Linked DNA regions of Triticum aestivum: region 1 is linked to region 2. Evidence: chromatin contacts called from public Hi-C data. All regions are on one chromosome and are shown on one strand. The core of a region is the stretch at or near the end of the contact, and the rest is flanking DNA. Distances in the headings are between cores, read along the strand shown.

Evidence for each region. Hi-C and Micro-C count contacts between places; a contact is called where the count stands out from the background.
Region 1: a Hi-C map of leaf shows a contact between it and region 2, with 2.6 times the contacts expected there. The contact joins the enhancer-like site here to the promoter of LOC123182936 in region 2. A contact is called at or near these places in 3 of 5 Hi-C or Micro-C datasets (leaf and root).

Annotation. Positions count from the first base shown.
Region 1 is chr1D:459,696,424-459,701,501 of IWGSC CS RefSeq v2.1, forward strand. No RefSeq gene overlaps it. Among protein-coding and RNA genes, the nearest start is that of LOC123175301, 27 kb to the right of the region's middle. Within about 2 kb of position 2,143, at least 6 of the 8 cell types and tissues checked have an H3K27ac peak or open chromatin away from gene starts, as enhancers often do. A contact at or near this core is called in leaf, where this site is marked.
Region 2 is chr1D:459,656,055-459,661,050 of IWGSC CS RefSeq v2.1, forward strand. It overlaps LOC123182936, which reads right to left and starts at 3,629. Exons shown (of 5, transcript XM_044595634.1): 1 at 2,862-3,629; 2 at 2,659-2,750; 3 at 358-2,121; 4 at 109-229. The coding sequence starts at 3,039.

The sequences.
Region 1 (5,078 bases), core at 893-3,392, 39 kb after region 2:
AAAATCTAACCCACCCAAGAGGTGCTTATTTGGATTAGTTCTTCTCGGGACCACTAAAAAAAACACATTTTTCTCTCGCTCTCCCCGCAGCAGATCCCTCCCCACTTCCTCGAAGCTTCTCGTCCTCTCCCTCCCTCCCTCTCGCACCGCCCGTGAAGGCACCTCGCCGTATCCGCGCTCCATCTAACCCTGCCATCCAAACACCTCTTTGGTTAGAGTTAGTTTAGGGTTAGTCTCTAACTGAATTAGAGTATCCAAACAGGGCCGATGATGATGAATGAGTAGGCTCATAGTGTCTATTCTTGTGTCCTATTTTAAGAAAAAAGAAATGTCAGGGAGTTTTAAAACGGACGGTGCACCTATCTAGCTCTCCACGTATAAAAGAAAATCGGCTTGAAAAATGCACTTTGAAATCCCGCTAGTACTATTTATATTTTTGAGATGGCGACGGCAGATGATTAATTGATGGAATACGATGTGTTGATACTTTGGAGCATCAGTGCGCACAGGACAAGAGAGAAGAGGGCGCTGGGATTCTTTAAAAAGAAATAATTAAGAGACGTCTAATCTTGAGTTCTGAGCCCACCTGGTAAACTTAATCAGATATCGCTAGCAAGAGTACAAAATATGGCAGGTCACTGGATCAAACGCAGCACTGGTGGGATTATTTTAAGCATGTCTTTTTACAGACATTCCACGGTACAATGTTGACCAGTCGACCTAGAAGCGATTTAAATAACAGAGATTTGCTTTTGGATTGCCACCCGAACGGAACTAGAGGCATAAACCACACTCTAAACACAGCAGTAACCGTGAAACTGTAATAGCTTTGGACTTTACAAGTGTTGCCTATTGTTTCCGTTGCAGAGAAGCTAATTCAGTCGCTGATAGTTTGGCCAAACACTTCGTTATGTCTAGTTCGTCTGAATTCTGAGAGATTACTATGCCTGGCTTTATTCGTCCTCAAGTTGTAAACGTTTTGTCTATGTGAGAAATAGAGTTGTTGATGCGAAAAAAAACTGTAAAGGCTCCTTTGATTCAAGGGAATTTCATAGGATTTTTGGAGGGTTATAATCCTTAAAAAAAATTCCTTTAGTGATCGTTTGATTCATAGGATTGAATCTTATAGATTTTTTTTATGGAATCATGTGTACTACATTTCGGGCTCCTTTAATACAAAGATATTCTATAAGATTTTTGGAGGATTGAAATCCTTTGGAATTTTTCCTACGTGTCTTTTGATTCATATGATTGAATTTATATGAATTTTTTCTATGAAATCTTTTGTACTACATTTCATAGAAAATCTAACATACATCCCAACATCTTTTTGCAATATCTTTGATTTTCTGTGACATCAAACACTCCTTGTTAATCCTATAGGATTCAAGTGGTCATTGCCACTTCAATCCTATACTTTTCCTATTCCTGCGTTTTCAAAACCCCGCGAATCAAATAAGCCCTTCACTGGAAAGCATCCACGCCGGTACTAATCCTACAGGATTCAAATAGGCATGCCATTTCAATCCTTTAATTTTCCTATTCCCGTGCTTTAAGAATCCACTAGGAACGGTGGCTCTCGCCTGCCTGTTGAAAATCGTTCACGACGTGGATCACAAGCCGGGAGCGATTTCCGACAGATTTATGACGTATACTACTTCCATGATATAAACCGGGGCGCATGTACCGTGTGCTTCCATTGATGGAGACCCACGGGCTATCATTGGCACGGGCTGGGCTGGTACTAGACGGCACGCACGATTCGATCGAAACCGATACGGTGGTACTACTCCAGTACGAGCGCGAGGCGCTATTTGGCCGTCCGCACGGAGCCGCATTGAATTTTGACCTGACCTGTTGCGAGTTTCGTGTCAGGGCAGACCAGGGGGTGAGGTGATTGCAAACCCGCGCGTTCCTGCTCGGCTTCTTTTTTACCGATCCGGCACAGGCAGACGGACTGCAGCACATTGATGGCTGGTCGTGCTCTCCCTCCCACCCTCAGCCTCCGGTTGTGGCCGCTCGATCCATCGGGCCCTCCCTCTCAACTAACGTTCCTCCAGCGTTGACCTCAGTGGTTCGACCATTGCACACTTGCGCTGAGCAACCCATGGACGGGACCAACGGTCGAACGAGCGAGCATGCATGGGTGCGTGGTGTGCATACACGTGCTGCCCAAGTGGCAAATGCACGGGAAAGGCACGGCACAGCACAGAAGTTGCAGCTTTTTTTTTTTTAGGCTAGTTGCAGCTGCAGCTGCACCCGCCGGGCCCGTGTGCACTGCTCCGCACGCCGCCTGCAGGCCACTTGCGCCGCCCCACACACACCGACGGCTGGAAAGCGTCGCGGGCGGGGAGGGGACCTGCGTGCGTGCCGATTCCCGCCGTTTCTCAGGTGTCGATTCCGCTTTCCTTTCCGCCCAGGAGGATCGGCCGGCCCAGCGCTAGCCACCCGACCTCAAGGTGACGCGACCAGGAGACCGTGGACGGAGCTACAGGGAGACCGCTCAAGATTTTGAGCAATTCCCTGTATATTAGTGTAAAAATACGCTCTTATATTATAAGACGGAACTAATCTGATAGATAAGATGAAAACAACATGTCCACGTCAATTGATAGTACTAATAATCCGTAAGCAACTCCTAACCTGAGGGATAAAAACACAAACGACACGCTGGATGAAGTGGTGTGTCACCGTCGTGGTACCATCATCAACAAGACATGTTCATATCGATGTCGGGGAAGAAGTCGCCGTTGGGGAAGTAGTCGAATCCAACAGCCGCACTATACCGCTTCCAAAAAACTGATCGCCCCTCTCCCGTGTAGGGCCACAAGTAGCGAGATTCCAGAGGGCTGCTGTCTCGGTTGCCGATGCACGCTGAGAAGAGAGGCGTGAAAGACGTACGACGGCGGCGCCTGGCAATGGGGATTACCCACGCGGGTATTGCACTCCCGTCCCCGTCCCCGCAACAGCATTCCCGCGCCCGTCCCCATATCCCTTTGCGGGGATAAAAAGATTCACATCCCCATCTCCGTCAGATTTTTTATCCCCATGGCTACATGCAATCAACAACCTTCAATAGCATTTCCGTAGAAAAAATAGCATTTCTGCACAATAAACAATATAATGTGGTTATGTTAGGGATTTCTTAGGGCTTTTGGTCAAAGGGTGGGATGGGTGGAAATTTGTGTGGGTAAGTGCAAGAACTACCCGGGGTCTATTAATTTTAGAGCCCACATGTGAGGCCTTTCACGGGTAAGGCGGATAACGGGCAAGGGTAATTCTATCACATCCACATCCCCGTCTTGCGCGCTGGGTAAGGTATTTGACCTACCAGCTTCCCCGTAGGCATTAAAACTGCTACATCCCCATCCCGTGATAGAGTAATTACTTGTAAGGATGCGGGTAACAGTTAACCATTGCCAGCCTGATGCGGCGTAAAGTTGTGGGATGACTTGATAGGCACATAACGGGTGAAGTATCTCCCACAACCTCGCCCATGAAGAGGAGCGCCCTCTTATAGGAGTGTTTCAAGTGACCTGCTCAGAACAGTAAGGGAAACGTTTCCCCCCTAGGCAGAAGAAGAGAAACGACCAGGATTGTACAGAGTCATCTTCCACCAGTAAAAACATTTCAATTTGTTTTCTTATATGACAAAAAAGAAGGCACCTCACACACATCAAAATAAGGCTTGTATAGCGAACCGGCCTGTGGTTGGATGGTTAGACGAGCAGTGATATCCTCAGTCCACCAGGGTTCAAGTCCTTGTACTCGTGTTATTCCTTGATTGATATCAGGATTTCCGGCAATGCACTTTTAGAGGGAGGAGACGTTCCCGTCGACGAGGAGTCACCTACGGTGACTTCGTAAATCTCAAGATGATATGTCAGCTCAGTCTCTCGAATGTGTGCGTTCATAGGGGTGAGTGTATGCGCATATGTATGAGCGCTTGCGTCTGTACTGTGTTAAAAAAGGCTTGTATACGCGGGAGCGGTTTTTGGGTGGACAGGGGCAATTGGCTCCCCTTTTTGAAATGATTCAAAAATCGTATTTTCAAGTTAAAAAAATCTAAAAAATTGTGAACATTTTATACATATTCACGATGGATCTGTGAATTTTCATTCAAAATTTTTATGATTAGCAAGCTGCACAAAAAATCCCGGCCCCACAATAAAAACCGATTTGGCCATTTTCATTTATGTATTTGTTTTTTGTCTACGCCCCACATTAAAGCATATTGTTATAAAAATTTCTTGAACGTGTTATATCTGTATTTGTGTGTGTACAATTTTTTTTGCATTGTGGAAATATGTTTTTTTAAGTTACTGATGCACCCGTCCACCCAAGGGCAATTTCGTTGTATACTCCCTCCTCTCAAACTCTTAGTGGTGTGCGAAACAACTCCCTTTTTTTAGAACTAACAACCCACCTTTTATGTTGGTCCCCAACATCCTCCACTAGCACAGTGTTACTAAATTCATTAATAGGCCATATGGGCCCATAGATTATTCCTAAGAATTATCAGAAGTAATATTAGGGCAAATCCCACTAATTTCAACAATAACGCTCGGGAGATGATGCTAGATCGCTTGCTTGGTGGAAGTCTCGATGGTTTTTCTTTTCTGTTTGTTTATTGGTTGGACAGGTCCGGTTTTACCATTTGTTTGTTTGTGATTTTCTTTATTGATTACAGTGGTTTTAACTTGGGCTTTCTTTATTTTTCTCTCCCTTTTTATTTACTTTTGCTTACTTCTTTCTCGGTTTTTATCGTTTTTTCTTTATTTCCCTGTTCCTTTTCTTGGTTCTCACCATTTTCATTCTTTTGCATCGGTTTCTTTGTGGTCTTTCTTTGTTTTTATTTGGGTCTCATGTTTCTTTTCCTGTTTTTATTTGTTTTCCTTCTTATTCTTTGTTTCTTTGTCGAGTTTCACCGTCTTCACTCTTTTGCATTGGTTCTCTTGTGTTTTTATTTTTTTATTCTTATTTTTTTTTCATATTTTGGTTTCCTTTGATTCTTCTTGGTTTTTGTGGTTTTGTCTTTTCTCTATTCGTATAGAACAGGAACAAAATTTTACACATGT
Region 2 (4,996 bases), core at 2,379-4,878:
AGCTATTTGAACTACCAATATGCTGACAATAAGGATAAGATAGTAGGTTTACAGTTTGTTGGCCAACAGATTTGTCCAATGCACAAAATGAAAACTTCTGCTGGTTACCTTTAGTGTAGTTTGAGTTCCCAGAAGTGCAGTTCTCATGTGCATATGTAGGTCGGAGAATTCCTCGTTGTCGGTTGCCTCCAGGTACAGATCGAGATGGATTATCAGCTTTCCCGTTGGCCTGCAGATGGTAACGACAGAGGAGTCCTCATCAGATGAACATAATCCTTGATGTTATGATGATTTTTATAGAATTATCTCAATATTATTACACATGGTTGAGGACAGGGAAGAGCAGAAGTTACTAACCTCGAGCTTTTTATGAGTTTCACGCAACTCAACGGAATTAGGAAGCTCTCCGAAGACATGCATCAGACTGTCTAACCCCCGCAGAAGTTCCTCGCTTGACGATCTTTGTAGGACAGGAAAATCACTCGCCTTCTCAGACCATGAAGCGATTACTCTGCCTCGGCTTCTAGGAATATCTCTGTTCTTCAACTCGTCTCGATTAAACCAGACTGATTCTGCATCGTCCATGCTTGATGTGCCTCGTAGTTTTTCCTTGAAAACCAATTCCCTTTCTGAAGAAATATTTTGACAGTCCCTATGAGAGTTTCTTTTAGGACCATTTGGAGATCCCAGAACAGCACTAGTATTTTTGCTGAGCAAAGAAGTAGGGATGGCCTTCATCGGTGAGCTGAAAGTGAAAGAAACAATGTCCGAGTCGTTACACCTGGAAGCATTGCGCGGCTCTACCGGTCTCAGCAGGTCATTCCTAGCATAGTTTGCACTGGTAGTCTTCGGCTTCTCGCTAACCAACCCTGCGCCTTTTGCAATTATCATATCTTTCTCCATAGCCTTTGGTGATGCAGTCCTTGGCTTCGGTTTGTTAGAGCTATCGCTACGTAGGCCACCGGTTCGATGGCCTTTTCTGTTCAGGTTTTTATTCTGTGCATTGCTACGTGGCAGGCGAATTTCATCCATTACTTTTCCTTTGGACCTCAAAGATGTACTGCTCTTCATACTTTTGTTTAACGAAACAAAATCCTTCCCTGTGCTCGCCACATATTGCTCCCCATTTCTATGTTTCTGCCTCTGAATCATATGTTGTGGATCTTCTGTTCTAGAAACTGTAGGCAACGCGTTCTGCTTCAGGTTGTTCTGCTTGAGAGGGCCAGAAACAACATTCCCACGGGATACGTTCCTCGGCTGAACTTTCCGGGCATCTTGATATGTATCAGCGGTAGCATTGAAGATCATCGCATCACTTTCCTTAACTCTAACCAGCTCGCTCGAGTTGCTTACAGGCAAAACCTTGATGTTTCCTCCAGGTTGCCCTTGCCAGGGTGCATGCTGGTTTGGCTTCCTATCAGCAGAAATCTTCTTGCAGTTCTCTTCAGACCACTGTCTGGGAGCAGAATTGTGCAGAGAGGCAGCTCCTACGTTGCCAGCACCAGACATTGATGCATCAACATCACCCATTTCTCTTGAGAATTGATCCGGCGACTTATGTATTGCAGCAGCAGGAGCAGCAGTAGTCGCCACACCATCGCCGTTACATGGATACTCCAAGCGTGCATGTCGCTGAGCTCGGTGGCGATTTCTGGACTGCAGACCGGGTTCGAGAACCCTGGCTGCTGCTTCGATCAGCCGAGCCTTGTTCCTGCTTGAAATTGACCTTGGGCTCTTAAGAGGTGAAGCAACCTTGTGATTGTGGTGCCTCCCTGACCACAATGCCTGTGAATCTGCACTGAACTTGCTGGCATTGTCATGCCATTCATCCATGACCTGCCCTGGCTTCTGCTGCCTCTGATGCGAGGTGGCCATGCTCCCTGAGCTACCAAGCAAACCTTGAGAGCATTCATTCCGGTGACCGGCGACCTCGGGCTCGGAAGAGTCAGTGGCTCTGGCTGACCTTTCATGGCTGATGGCCGGCATTGAGCTGAGGCCCATTAGCCGGGCAACCACACCCGGGGTGCACATCTCACTGGAATTGCTGTCTTGGCTTGGCGGTGGCAAGCGGCTAGTGCCATGGCTTTCACTTTTACTCCTTGCATAGTCTGCAGAATCAAGCTGGAGGAAAGCAGCATGGATGAGCTAGCGATTTAGCATACAGATGAACAGATAGGAAAAGGAGATGATGAAAAGTTGTAAAGGAGGCAAGGGAAAAGGTGTAAAAAATGGTAGATGCTGAACCTGCACGGCTGGGGGAAAATCATTGAGAGCCTTGGGCAACCAGGTACAGATGAAAAGGGAGAACCACTTTGTTTTGGGAATCTCTTGAGAAAGAAAATCATGGATGTGAAGTTAAGAATTTAGGTGAAAAAATTTCCCTCAAAAAAATATTTAGGTGAAAATTTGGAGGACTCGGTTCATTACAACAGACAACAGCCAACATACTTTCCTTTGTCTAAACAGATTGTAAGGAGGGGAGAAAAGGAAGAAAAAAAGGAAAAGGAAATGCAAAACCAAGGGAAAAAATCTTGGCTTGGGGAAAAGCAAAATGATATTTTTGAGGCAAATTTTGTTGGGGAAAAATCAACTAGAATTCAGAACCAAACTTACTGCGCGGATGCTAGTAACAGGTGAAGGAAAGATGTAGCAGCGTACCAGGAGAGGTCTCTTCTTGGCCGCCGGCGTCTTCTCGCCCCCGCCGCCGCCGCCGGGTGGCCTCCCCGGCGATAAGAACCTCTGCTCGCGCACTGTAACGGGAAAGACACAGAAGAAAGCTGAGGAACAGCACGGATTTTGCACAGAGCCATATACTGTAGCAATTAGCAAATGCAGCTGCTCCGTCGGCAATCTCATCTCACCTGGGGCGAGCAGCTTGGTCTTCTTGGAGGAGGAGGATGAGAAGAGCTTCCTCTTGGCGAGCATCTGGAACAGCGCCGCCACGCGCGACGGCGCCGGCCTCTGCCGCTCGGTGATCGCCAGGCCGCCGCCGCCGCCGCCGTTCGCCGCCGAGGAGGACGAGGACCCGCCCCTCCTCATGCCTCCGCGCCGGCGAGGAAGAAGGAGGCAGAAATTCAAACCCGATTCTTCACGAGCCTGGCAGCGAGTAGCACAACACGCGCCCGCTCCCCCTGAATCTTGAATGAATGCCACTCTCTCACAGAAAGAACTCAAAATAAATGCAGAAATCCCTCAGAAAAAATGCAACACCAAAACTTGAGACCGGCCGCTCCAGTATTAATGGCTACATCTAGTTCTTCGTGAGCCGCCGAATCTTGAGGGGTTGAGGAGCCATGAGGGACAAATGCTAGAGAACAAAGGGAGATGGCCACTGCAACTGCTCAGGACATGACCGCTCCATGCGAATTCCTCTCCCTACTCATGAACCGGCCAAGACCCCAAGACTCTCTGCCCGGCTCCGCTTGTCACCCTCTTGAAATAAAAATGCTAGAGCAAACAAAGGGGAGAAGAGACGGTGCGGAGATCTAGAGCGGATGAGCCAAGCGTTGGAGTTGGGGGATTGGGGAGGGGAGGGGAGGGGGGCCTAGAGGTGAAAAGAGAGGGCTTTTGTTTTGTGGGAGGAGGGAGGAGGAAGGAGAAAGGGGGCCTGGCTCTTTCTGCAGAGAGGATTCAGAGGAAGCGACATGTCGAGGGCTGCTTTTGTTTAGCGTTGTGATGGATGTGTTGTGATGTGCATGTGTAGCTGTGTCAGAGGAGAAGCTTTCCATTGCTGACCTAATGCTTTTGTTTGCTTGCTTGCTTCCCTGACCAGTCTGGCTTGGCTTGGGACTGGTCTAATCTTGATTAATTAATTAGTGCCACTGTCCCATACTCCACTATAGATAGTTTGGACTGGTCCAATCCAAAATTAATCAACTAGTAAGCAACTTTGGCCTCTACCAGGAGCTGAAAACCGAAGCTTAAGATGCAAGTGAGGTGAAAATTTCCATGCTACCCCAGAGGCCCAGAGTAATCATCCTCTGCTTCAGCTTGTGTTTCATGTTACTGACCGAAGATGAGTGGAATCTAAGTAAGGGGAAAAAGAGAGGAGAAAATTACTTTGCTTGTGCATAGCTAACATAGGCGCCGACAGATGGTAACATTCTACTTAACACGTCATTGACACCAGCTTAGAGTGGCTATCTGTGATATACACTTGCTTCCGAGTGGCACTGGCTGTGATGCACACTCGCTTCAGGATGACACATACATGGCCGGCTAGCCGGTGTACGTATCTACCTCTGGTTGCCATGTGAATCTGCTGTGATGATGGTGGTGATGATGAATGAGTAGGGTCAAAGTGAAGGGAAGAGAAGAGAAGGTGGTTTCTCTGCTCTGCTCGCATACGGGCGGACAGCTCAACGGGTGACCCAAATGGAAAGTGCCCTCCATTTTACCGCTCCACGCAGCAGGAGAGGTGTATCGCTTGGGGGGTAAGATTTCCTCCTTGTGTCAATTCTCGTGTCAGTGAGTTTGAAACGGACGGTGCACCTATCTAGCCCTCCACGTAATATATACAAAAAATCAGCTTGCAAAATGCGCTTTGAAATGCTGCTGCTAGTAGTACTATTTGTATTTTTGGGATGGCGACGGCAGATAATTAATTCATGGAATACGATGTGTTGAGAGGCATTGGAGCATCGGTGTGCACAGGACAAGAGAGAGGAGGGAGCTGGGATTGTTCTTTTACTTCCTCCGTTCATCGCTGAAATAATATGGGACAGAGGTAGCAGCAGTAGTTAAGAGACGTCTAATCTTGAGTTTTGAGCCCACCTGATAAACTAAATCAAATGAGGTAGCTAGCGTACAAAACATAGCAGGTCACTAGGTCAAACGCAACACTGGTGCGATTATTGTAAGCATGGTTTTAAACAGACATTCCAGGGCACTACAATGTTGACCCGCGGACCTAGGGGATACTCCCTCCTTTTCGGTTTATAGGGCTCAATTCAAAAATCTCATCAACCAAGGTAGATGGTAAGTGGTGGAATATTTT